2 separate regions of the Sus scrofa genome follow, and region 2 is linked to region 1. The links are chromatin contacts, called in public Hi-C maps. All regions are on one chromosome and are shown on one strand. The core of a region is the stretch at or near the end of the contact, and the rest is flanking DNA. Distances in the headings are between cores, read along the strand shown. Region 1 overlaps KIAA1671. Region 2 overlaps KIAA1671.

Region 1 (5,680 bases), core at 1,910-4,409:
CAGTTGTATAGCCTAGAGGTACAGGGACATGTCTGGGGAGGCCCAAATCACCAGTATCAGAGTGGCGTATTACTTACATGGTTCCTAATGTTCTTTTAGAGTCACAAATAAACATTATGATTTTAATTTAAATTATTATTATTTTTTGCCCCTTGATGTTATTCTGTGCAGAACTGGACCACATGGAGCCCCCTCTCATCTAAGAACCCCACATACCGGTTCCCTGAGAATCTCCAAAACCACAGGATGAGCTGGGCAATTCCTGTGCTGTTTTACAGAGGGGGAATCTGAGGCTCAGAGGCATTCAGTGTCAAGCCCAAGGTCACGCATCTGGGAAGCAGCAGAGCTGGGCCTGGAACCCGGCTCTGCCTGGCTTGTAGGCAGACGATCTTTCATACAATATTCTGGAGTGAGCCCTGATCAAAGTCTCGAGCAACCCCAGGCTCAGAGCTGTCTGTCTTATTTGTCAAGGTATCCCCAGGCCCTGAACCCTCCATAAGTAGCTGCTGGATGAATGTGCGGAAGGCCAGGCACAGAGTCGGAGCTCAGTAAGGATCTGGAAGTGGAGGGAAGGGAGACAGCGGAAGGCAGGCTGGATTCCCAGTGGTTCCAGACACCCAGGATGCAGACACAGTCATAGTTAGAATGCAGGATGCGTCACCGGACAAGGCAGCTTAAGAGTCTATCTTCACAGTCACCTTTCTTAAGACACGCAACATAATTTCCAACACTGTCCTGAGCCTCAAGCCTACCTCCCTGTCCTTCCAGAAAGGGGAAGAGGCTGCTGCAGGAAGGTCCCAGGGGTCATGCTGCATCGGCCGCCACTAAGATGAGCGACCAGCAGGTGTTCTGCTCACTTTCACCTTTCACCACCCGCCTCTGGGTTGGCGCAGGAGGCCCAGGCTGGCCCAGCCCCACCACTAACCTGCCGCGTGGTCTTGGCTAGGTCCAGGGGCTACCGGGCCTCTGTCCTCCCAGCCAACAAGGAGAGGATGCCTCTGACCATCTGTGAGAGCCCTTCTGGTCTATGCCACTCGTATATGCCACCAAACCATCCCAAGGGTCTGCATGAGCCAGCACCAGGCCCCTCTGGAAGGCTCAGAGCGCTGGCCAAATCTGCCCACCCCTGCTTCTCAACAGGGGACGTTTCTGTTCCTGTTCAACCAGCTCCACCCCTGGTCTCACTGGAGCAACAGAAAATGTCCCAGTTGTTTTGACAGCAGAAATTCTTTCTCAAGAAGGGCTGAGTTGAGCGTTTGCTTTGCTCAAAAATGGGAGATTGAGGTTGTAACTACATATTCAGATGCAAAAGCTCCCATCAGGGTCCTGGGGTGTCCAGAAGGGGGACTATTGGGGGTGAGGCAGGGGTGGACAAGGTTCCTGCCAGCCAGGGTCCCTGCCCAAAGTGGAAGGATGTGGGGACACTGAGCGTGTGCGTGTTGGGGGCGGGGGGGAGGGTGGAGTGTCAGGCAATATCCTGGTGCTGCTCCATTCTTACCAAACAAGTTATTTTGGATTTTAATAATAACTATGATAACTACCTTCCCTTCCCCTTGCCAAGTGTTCTCATTTCAAAATGGACTTAATGAGATCCCTTGGCAGAAGGACTTCTCAAAGCAATCGAAGATGCCATGCAGCCATGAGATGCCAGCAGAGAGGGGCACTTACTGGAGACAGATGAACAGAAACAGATCGGGGGTGGGGTGGCCCTCACGCACCTGCCGGGGGCTGAGCACAGCATTAGAACATGGCAGGTGCCGCCATATCTTTTATGTCACTGATGCTCTGCCAATACCACTGTAAGGTCTCTTTTCCTCTGAAAAGATGTGAAATCTGGGTTTCAGACTTGGTTCCTAGGCTGTACAGCATCAAAATCTGGCACCTCCACTAATGAGCTGTGTGACTTCGGGCAAGATGCTGAACCTCTCTGATCCTCAGTCTCCCCACCTATCTGTAAGTGGGGATAGTAAGGATGACTTCTTTGGAGGGCTTTTGTGAGGATTGAGTGAGACATGGCCTGGGGAGCGCTGAGCATGTAGCAAGGGCTCCATCGTTAGTGCTCAGCAACTTGCTGGTGGTTAAATGGGTGGATTTGAACCCAGGTACCTGCCTGCTTCCATATCATCAATTCTCTCCACTAACCTACAAGACCCTCTCACCTTGTAAAAGAAATGAAAGCCCTCAGAGGAGAGGGAGCCCACCCTCTCCTGTCCCTGGGGGCTGCCTGCCTCCCTCCGGCTGGTGAGGAAGAAGGGGCCTCACTCACTCACAGCCCAGGCAAGCCCCTCCTCTTACGCTCCTCTCACCAACTCCAAGGTCTCACCCCTGCAGCTGATGGGCCCTCTGCCCCCTGCAGCACCCATGCCCCCACTCTCCTAGGCCAGTCCCGCGCCCCCTGGGGAAAGCCTCAACATCACTCAACAAAGCCAGACAGAAACCTCCTTCAATCCCGCTTCCTCTCTGCTCAGAGATCTGATAGCATCTCAGATGTCATACACAAGGACGGAACTCTTGATCCTTGGCCCCCAAATCTCCTTCCCTCACAATCTTCTCTGCTGCAGCAAAAATCACCACCACCCTCCCTGCTGTCATGGCCAGAAATCTGGAAACCTTCCTCAGTACCTCTTCTTCCCTGCCCCCTCCCCTCCTGAACTACAGCCTGAACCAGCTCACTTCCCCCGGGCTCCCCTTCCTGCCTCAGCACCAGATCCCAGCCCCTGTGGCCTTCTGGCCTCCCCACTTCACCTCCCACCTCCCTAGTCCACCCACTCCATTCCCTCATGTCAGCCTCCTGAACACGCTCCCTCAGCTCTCCACGGTGACCACGGTAAACCCCAAACGTTCTGCCCTGGCCCTCAAGGCCCCCCTTGTGTCTCCCCACCTCCTTGCTCAATACCAGGCCAGCCATACTGACCCCACTATAGGCCTCAACCCTTCCAAGTTAGTTCCTGTCTCAGGGCCTTTGCATATGCTGTTCCCACTGCCTGAAATACTCTTCCTCCAGATCTCTATGGGGGGGTGGGCTCCTTCTTTCGGATCTCTGCTCAAAAGCCATGGCCGCTTGGGGGCCTTCTAGCCACACTTCCTCCCAGCCTCCCTCTGCCACATCACCCTGTTCTCTGCCTCCACGCATTGATCAGGATTTACTGTTGGCATAGATTATCTGTCCCTCCCGCTGGCACACACTCTGTGGGGGCAGGGACTGTGCTTTTCTTATCTCTCACTGATGCTCAGGGCCTGGGCCAGGGTCTGACACAGAGAAGGGGCTGGATAAATAGTTGTTGAGTGAATAAACATATGAACAACTGAATGAACAAATACATTAGAGGGCGAATGAGCACACAAGTGCACCATACAAACTCTCCGGGGCTCAGTGCGCTAATCTCTAAAGTGGAGGTGGCAAATCCCAGCGCCCACAGGGTGGCGATGGAGTTGAAGCCTGATGGACGGGGGCCCCGGAGAGGCTCAAAAACCTCTCTCTGTTTAAAGCACTTCGGCCAGCAGAGACTCAGCAGAGGGAATCTCTCCTCAAAGCCTCCCTGCATAAAACACACTTAGAAGCCAAAATGCTGTAACCCAGATACGGCAGTTGAAGGTCTAGTGGAGACCGTGTGTAAGGACACGATTCGCTATGTTACCCGGTAGCCATGGCAACCAAAATCTTCAAGTACAGTTCCATCTCGCTTTAACTTTTTACGCAGAAATTTCTAAAAGGAAATGTTCAGATTTCTTTCACTGTGACATTCTATAGAAGAGACTTCCTTGTTTGGCTCCCAGAGGAAAAAATGCAAAATGTCAGATTCCTGTGAGATAAACTGGTTTGCAAAGAAAGATGTTTCATTTCATCTAAAACGTGAGTATTCCTGAGAGGAAGAACCAGATCACCATCATCATAAATAAAAAGCAAACAAAATACTAGAATGGACCCAGCATGTTAGCCTTCACTAGTTCACTTGGTCATCCAGCAAACATTCATTGAATGCATATTCTGTGCCAGGCCCTGTGCTGGAGTCCAGTGGATAAAGCGGGGGGGAAAGAGAGATGAAGACTGCTGTCCTCTTGAAGCCCATGGTCCAAAAGGCTAGACATCTAATGAAAGAGCCTTCTCAGCAAGGAAGAGAAGGGAGCAATATGGTAGAGTGAAAGGACTGATGTACAGGATCACGTAGATCCATCACGCATTGGCTATGTGACCCTGGGCAAGTCACTGCACCTCTCTGAGCCTTGATAAAATGGTGGTAAAAATACCACTTGATGGAGGTGCTACGTGAACCCAGTGAGAAGACAGAAAAAGTGCCTGGTGTGGTGTCAGACCCTTGTTAGCTGCCACCGCAACCCAAGATTCTCAGAGCTGGAGTGAAACCCCAGCAGATGATGTGGCACTTGAACATCAAGCTGGAACCCAGACCTCATGTGTGTTTGAGGCAGGCCAGCGTGCTCTCAGCTTCCAGCTCCTATATGCACTCATGCTGTCTTCATACCTGAAACATCTCCGCTTCACCCTCTCTCCCACCCCTGCTAGCCCCAGCCTACCCGGAAAACCTATTCAACCTTCAAATGACCCGGTGAGTCGATGGCTAGGCATTTCCCCTGAAGATGCAACACACAAGGGCACAAAGATGTTTGCACAGGATGTTCACTGCGGTGCCGTTTATAGTGCACAAAACTGGAAATGACCTACATGTCCATCGAGAGGGGCCTGGTTCAATAAATGCAATAGAAGGAAAAATATAAAGCCATCAAGAGAATGAGACAGACCTGCTGTGCTAACAGGGAAAAAATCTCATTATTTGAGTAAAGGAAAAATCAGGGCATAGAACACTATGTATAACAAGGTCTGACTGGTGCTAAAAAAAAATGTGTGTGTGTGTGTGTGTATATATATATATGGAAAATACAGATACATGCACAGATAGTCTTATGTATGCAGAGAATACTTCTGAAAAGAGATGCATGAAACTGTCACCAGTTTCTAAGGAGGCAACTGCAGGTTGGAAGTGGTGGGGAGATGAATTTTTCTTTAGAGTGCTATTTTGCACTGGTGGAAATGTTTACTGTGTCTGTGTATTACTTTTTCAATTAAAAAAAAATACACTACTGGAGTTCCCATCGTGGCGCAGTATAAGCAAACCTGAATAGAATCCATGAGGACGAAGGTTCACTCAGTGTGCTGAGGATCTGGTATTGCAGTGAGCTGTGGTGTAGATCGCAGACGTGGCTCAGATTCCACGTTGCTGTGGCTGTGGTGTGGGCCAGCAGCTACAGCTCTGATTCGACCCCTAGCCCGGGAACCTCCATATGCCATGGGTGCGGCCCTAAAAAAGCAAAAAATAAAATAAAATAAACTATTTATTTTTAATTTGGACATCAGTTATGTTAAAGTTCCTCCCTCTAAAAATGGACCTAATCTCCCCTCCAGTGTGTGGGGACATTCCAGGTATAGCACCATCACCCGTGTACCCATTAATGTGGGCAGCACCCCTCCTGGGAGGTGCAGACTGTGGGGCCCGCCCTCTGAGAACCTGGTCCCTCGTGCTCACTCAGTACATGCTAGAGGAAAAAACGGCACCATTACCACCTGCATATCCACTTCCATTTTCTTAAGAGCTGTTCATTTTTACCAAGTCGCTTTTTTTTTTTTTTTTTTCTGCACGCATGACATATAGAAGTTCCTAGGCCA
Region 2 (5,680 bases), core at 1,337-3,836, 57 kb before region 1:
TCCACCAGCTTTCCTCCCCTCTCATTCCTCCATCAGCTCTCCCTCACCTTCAGACCTGCTGGCACAGCCATCACCTCCTAGCTGTCATTCAGATTTCAGCTTTTCTGCCTCTCCCTTCAGGAAGGCTTCCCCGAACTCCCCTTCTCCCAAGGCTGGTTCAGGAGCCTCCCAGCTCCTCCACACCAGGACCTCAAGTCTCTCTATCTGTGCTGTCCAATGACAGCTGCTAGCCAATTTAAATTTTGTTTAAATTAAACATTTTAGGGCTGCCCCATGTGGCAGACCCTGGTGGCACTTCAAGTCAGCAAGGCTTGATCTTCACTCCCAGGGCTACTAGGCTTCAAGAATAACCACAAAAAGGGCCCAAAACTCCTCTAAAAACTTCCCGAAAGTCAGGGGTTTTGTTTGTTTGTTTGTTTGTTTTGTTTTGGTGGAGAATGTGGGCAGCGATGAAAGTCAGGTTTTTAAATTGGCTTTAAGGTGGGGTTTATGTCCTTCCAAATCAGTTTTGGCTCACAGACTGTGATAAAAGCCCTCACTGTCTACAGGCGAATAGATACCTACAAGGTGGTCTGAAAATGCATGATGGATAAAGACAAGAGTTTGTTATACGAGGAACACATGTGTCCAAATTAGTCCCCAGCTGGGTCACAGGCAGGTCTTTTTTTACACCTACCCCCTGACGGATATCAACCATCCACCATCCAAATTTCTGCCATCATTTGTTACATGAGGTCATCATATCTTTTTTTTTCTTTTGATTTTCTGGGAATATAGTTGATTTACAAAGCTGTGTTAATTTCACACACAGCAAAGTAAATCAGCTATGCATATGCATATACATACATCCATACCTTTTTTAATTCTTTTCCCGTGTAGGTTATTGCATGGTATTGAGTAAAGTTTCCTGTGCTATACAGTAGGTCCTTGTTACCTGTCTAATCATCACATCTTAACTTTTAGATCTCCAAGGACCCACAAGTCCATTCAGTTGGCCCTTTTCAGACAATAAACTGTGGCTCAGAGGCAGGGACTATCCATGGTGAGTGAGAGGCAGAGCTGGGAGGGCCTGGAGCCCGGGTTTCTGGGCTCCTTCTGGCCCCCTCCTCCCACCTTTTCCAGGACATTCATGAGGCTCAGATGAGGAAATGCACATTAAAACACTCTTAAAACATCTCGCGAACTTGGCGGATTTAAAAACCTCTTGCTCAGACTAGCTCACCGAGCCCCAAGCTGGTGGCGAGTGAAAATTCTGGCCCTGGTCTTGCAGGCAAATAGGACTACCTCAGCCTGGGACCCATAATGGACAGCTTTGTAATGCATAGGCTGGGGAGACCAGCCTAACAGATGCCTCTGAGGGCTGTGTTTAAACGAGCAGCAACGCAAGTTCTGAAATTAAAACGTGCATACCCTCAACTCAGCAATTTTAGTTCCAGAAGTTTATCTCAAGAAAATCATTAGACATGCTCACCAACATCTACAAACACGGACACCTCCCCACAGGAGAGCAAGTATTGCAAAATATTAGAAATAGCATTTCACAATACCGGACTTGTCCTAAATATCTAAGAAGATGGGGATTGGTGGGATGCAATATGATAATATCCACACGATGGAATAAAAACAAGCAAGGAAAATGATGTTCAGAAAGAATATTTCCTGTCACAGAAAGACGTCTGCCTTATACTATCAAACGTTAAAAAAAAAAAAAAAAGGTAGGAAAACATCATGTGTGTTGTGATGCCAGCTTTCTAAAAACAAATGGGTAAATGCATGTGAGAATCAGCAAAGGAAATGTCTGGACGTTCCCACAGAAAACTATTACCAGTGTCATGTCTACGGTGAGGAAACGGGATGTCTTTCTACTAATGATGGTGATTTTATTTAGTGATCCACACTTGTGATTTTATATCCCAATATCCTTAGATGATAAAATTAAATACAACTAATTAAATCATTCCTCCAATACTATCCCAGAGCACACACATCATGAATTAAGAATGAACCAGAAGGGGGATCTTCACTTGTTTGTCTCTATCAGAGCTCGGCAAAACTTTTTCTGTAAAGAGCCAGACAATAAATATTTGGGGCTTTGTGGCGTCTCTGCCTTAACTTCCGCTTTGCTGTCATTACCATGTAAGCAGCTCAGACAATGTCTGTGTACCAATAAAACTTTATTTACAAAACAGGCGTCTGGCTGGACTTGGCCCTTGGGTGGTTGGCTGACCCCTGATCTATATACACTTTAGACTGTTGGCTGCCTGAAAATGGGGGCTGTTTCATGCACTGCTGAACCTCATCCCTTAGAACCATGCAAGGCTTGTAGTACTTGTTGAATAAATATTTGTTGAAAGAATATGTTTCCAAAAATCAAATTTTTTGCACTGAGTTGGTGGGAGCTCCTTACCAGAAAAGGCCATGTCATTAGGGAGGGGGTGGGGAAAAGAAAAAATATTATGCCTGCATATATTTTAGGGTGTCTGACACATCTGCCTAGGAAAAGAAGCCTGAGTCAGGATGGCGCTGGGTGGCCCATAGCTGACTGGGCAATTCTGAGCAATTCAAGAAGGGCGTCCCCTCCCCCCTCTGCAACTGGATTCTCTCAGCTGTGCAGGGAGCTCTGTGGTCATGGGGCCCTGGGCTGGCATGGGTGACACTGGCTCTGACTCAGTGCCCCTGGGGCCTGGTGGTACCTCCTTGCCTTGTGCCCAGGTGGGACCTGAAAAATGACTAAGCAATAATAGTAACAGTAACAACTTACAGAGTGGGAGAAAATATTTGCAAATGATGCAACCTACAAGATATCACTCTCCAAAGTATACAAACAACTCAAATCAATATCAAAAAAATCAACGCAGTCAAAAAATGGGTAGAAGATCTCAATAGACACTTCTCTAAAGAAGACATACAGATGGCCAAAAGACACATGAAAAGGTGCTCAATATAACTAATTATTAGAGAAATGCAACTCCAGTCTATAATGAGGTACCACCTCACACTGGTCAGAACGGTTATCATCAAAAAGCCTACAAATAACAAATCTGCTAGAGAGGGTGTGGAGAAAAGGGAACCCTCCTACACTGTTGGTGGGAATGTAAGTTAATGCAGCCACTATAGGGAACAGTATGGAGGATCCTTTAAAAACAAAAAATAGAACTACTATATGATCCTGCAATCCTACTCCTGGGCAAATATTCAGAGAGAACCAGAGTTTGAAAAGATCCATGCATCTCAATGTTCTTTGCAACACTGTTTACAAGAGCCAAGACATGGAAGTAACTTAAATGTCCATCGACAGAGGAGTGGATAAAGAAGATATGGTACATATATACAACGGAACACTACTCAGCTGTAAAAAAATGAAATAATGCCATTTGCAGCAACATGGATAAACCTAGAGATGATCATACTAAGTGAAGTAAGACAAAGATAAATATCATATATCGTTTATATGTGGAATCTAAAAAAATGATCCAAATGAACTTATGCACACAGAAAGAGACTCATAGATACAGAGAACAAATTTATGGTTATCAAAGGGGAAAGGATGGTGGGGAGGGATAAATTAGGAGATTGGGATTAATATATATATAATATAAAATAGATAAACAATCAGTACCTAGGACCTACACAGGGAATGATACCCAATATTTTGTGATAACCTTTAAGGGAAAAGAATCTGAAAAGAAATATATATATAGAGATTTTATATGAATCCCTGTGCTGTATACCTGAAACTAACACAATATTGTATATCAGCTACACTTTAATAAACTTTTTTAAAGAGTAACAGGAATTTTGAGAATTAATACTCTGTAAGCTCTGATGATCATTATGGCTATTCACTGTGCCATCTAAAGCTCCCAAACAATCCTGTGTGGTTGGAGTCACCATGGACCCACTTCTTAGGGGAGGAGACTGAGGTCCAGAGAAGGGACCTGACACGCCTAAGGTCACAGAGTTAGAAAGTGGTGGAGCTGGGATTGGAACCCAGGTGTGCTTGATACCCAAGCCCCAAAGTGCTCCCCCAAACTCCTGCATTCTCCAGGCACTGGTGTGACGTAGAGAGCTTTGCTGGGCCTCCAGTGACTATTCTACAGCTGGGAAAACTGAGGGCCAGGGAGTGGGAGAGAGGCCCGGCCAGGCCTAGAATCCAGATGTCCTGACTCCCTGGCCTGTGCCGGGTCACACAGAGCATCCCCAGTCATCAGTAGGGACTCAGGCCCAGGCAGGGGAGGAGGAGGGGGCGGCAGGCCAAGGACAGGCCGAGGCCCCTGCTGTGTCTCCCAACTGCCCTGTATCCCTGACTCCAGGCTCTAAAGAGCACTGTCTGTCCCACTGCACGGCCCAGATGTTCGGTGCCCCCTCCCCTCTGCCACCGCCACGCTGATGCCCAAACACCCTGGGCAGCTTAGCCTTCACAGCACAGGGCTGAGCCCAGCTGACTCAGCTGACTGGCTGAGGGCCCCTCCTTCACACCGCAGAGTGTCAGCCCCTCAGAGCAGCTTCCCTGCCCACGACTAGGTTCTTGTCCTGTTCCTCTGAGCCCTGGCCTTGGCGGGCGGCTCTAAGCACTTGTGTAATTCCTTGGACACCTGTCCCTCCCAGGACACATGACCTGCAGGAGGGTGGAACTGTGACTTATCACCACTGGATGCGGATGTGTGTATCTGGCCTAGAGTAAGTGCTCACTAAGTCGGAAGGAAGCGGGGCGTGGGGGGGGAGAAAACAAGGGGGAGGAGGGGAAGAATGGAAAAAAGAAAAGGAAAAGGAAAGAAGGGAGAACAGGTAAGGCAGGCAGGCTGGAAGGACACGGATGCGGACAGGGCAGGACCCAGCCCTCAGGACGCCCTCCCGATGCTGCCAGCAAAAGCCATGCGGGATCCCTTCCCTGTGGACCCAGGTCCCAGCTAGGAAGTGTTAGGCAGTTGATGAGTTCCTGGGAGCCCACCGTGTCACCTCAGGTGGCAGCTTGAGCCAGGCCTTGTCCCTGCCCTTACCCAAAGGCGAGGGTGCGGGGCTTCCAGGGATGGTGGGTGGAACACAAATTTCTGAGCCCCCTCAATGGGCTCTGCAAACAGTAGTGCAGCCGGGCCAGGTGTAGTCATGTATAGCCAGGTGTGGCCACACTGTGGTGGCTTGAATGGGGGCAGAGCCAAGACAGAGAGACAGAAATGGAGAGAACATGACCAGGACCGGGAAACACATGGAACCGGGCACTGAAAGAGAGGCGTGCGGGTGGGAGGGATAGACAGGCAGAGGAGAACGTGTGCTGGACCTCAGTGATGGGGCTGGACCTGTCCACCTGGATGGTGGTGCTGTGTCTCCGCCTACAGGGACACACCTGTTCCTGGACTCCACCCCCTGACCCAGCGTGGTGAGCACAGGTGCATCCTTAAGCAAGGCCCCCGCCTCTAAGCCTCAGTTTCCTCTCTTGGTGACTTAGTGGGAAGGAATGGCAGGTCTCAGAGTCCCTCTGCCTACTGGCTAATGTCCAGAGTTCACCAAGCAGGCCTGCATAAACGGTCTGCTGTTTCCTGGTGAAGAGGGTCTGGGTCGTTCCCCTTTAAACGAGGGCCTGTTTGGGTGTCCACTTACTCACCTGCTGCGTTTGCCCACCTGACTGATGAAGAAATGATCCTGTTCACGCCTTGAATAAAATCCATTTTTATAAACACTC

The links. Hi-C and Micro-C count contacts between places; a contact is called where the count stands out from the background.
Region 2: a contact with region 1 is called in a Hi-C map of liver, with 1.6 times the contacts expected there. The contact joins two enhancer-like sites. A contact is called at or near these places in 1 of 5 promoter capture datasets (liver), 26 of 47 Hi-C or Micro-C datasets (alveolar macrophages, brain, embryonic fibroblasts and 14 more) and 1 of 2 datasets of contacts at active chromatin or transcription factors (skeletal muscle).

Annotation. Positions count from the first base shown.
Region 1 is chr14:43,103,555-43,109,234 of Sscrofa11.1, reverse strand. All of the region lies in intron 8 of KIAA1671, which reads right to left. Among named protein-coding and RNA genes, the nearest start is that of CRYBB3, 85 kb to the left of the region's middle. Within about 2 kb of position 3,159, at least 1 of the 83 cell types and tissues checked has an H3K27ac peak or open chromatin away from gene starts, as enhancers often do. A contact at or near this core is called in liver, where this site is marked.
Region 2 is chr14:43,160,132-43,165,811 of Sscrofa11.1, reverse strand. All of the region lies in intron 8 of KIAA1671, which reads right to left. Among named protein-coding and RNA genes, the nearest start is that of CRYBB3, 28 kb to the left of the region's middle. Within about 2 kb of position 2,586, at least 4 of the 83 cell types and tissues checked have an H3K27ac peak or open chromatin away from gene starts, as enhancers often do. A contact at or near this core is called in liver, where this site is marked.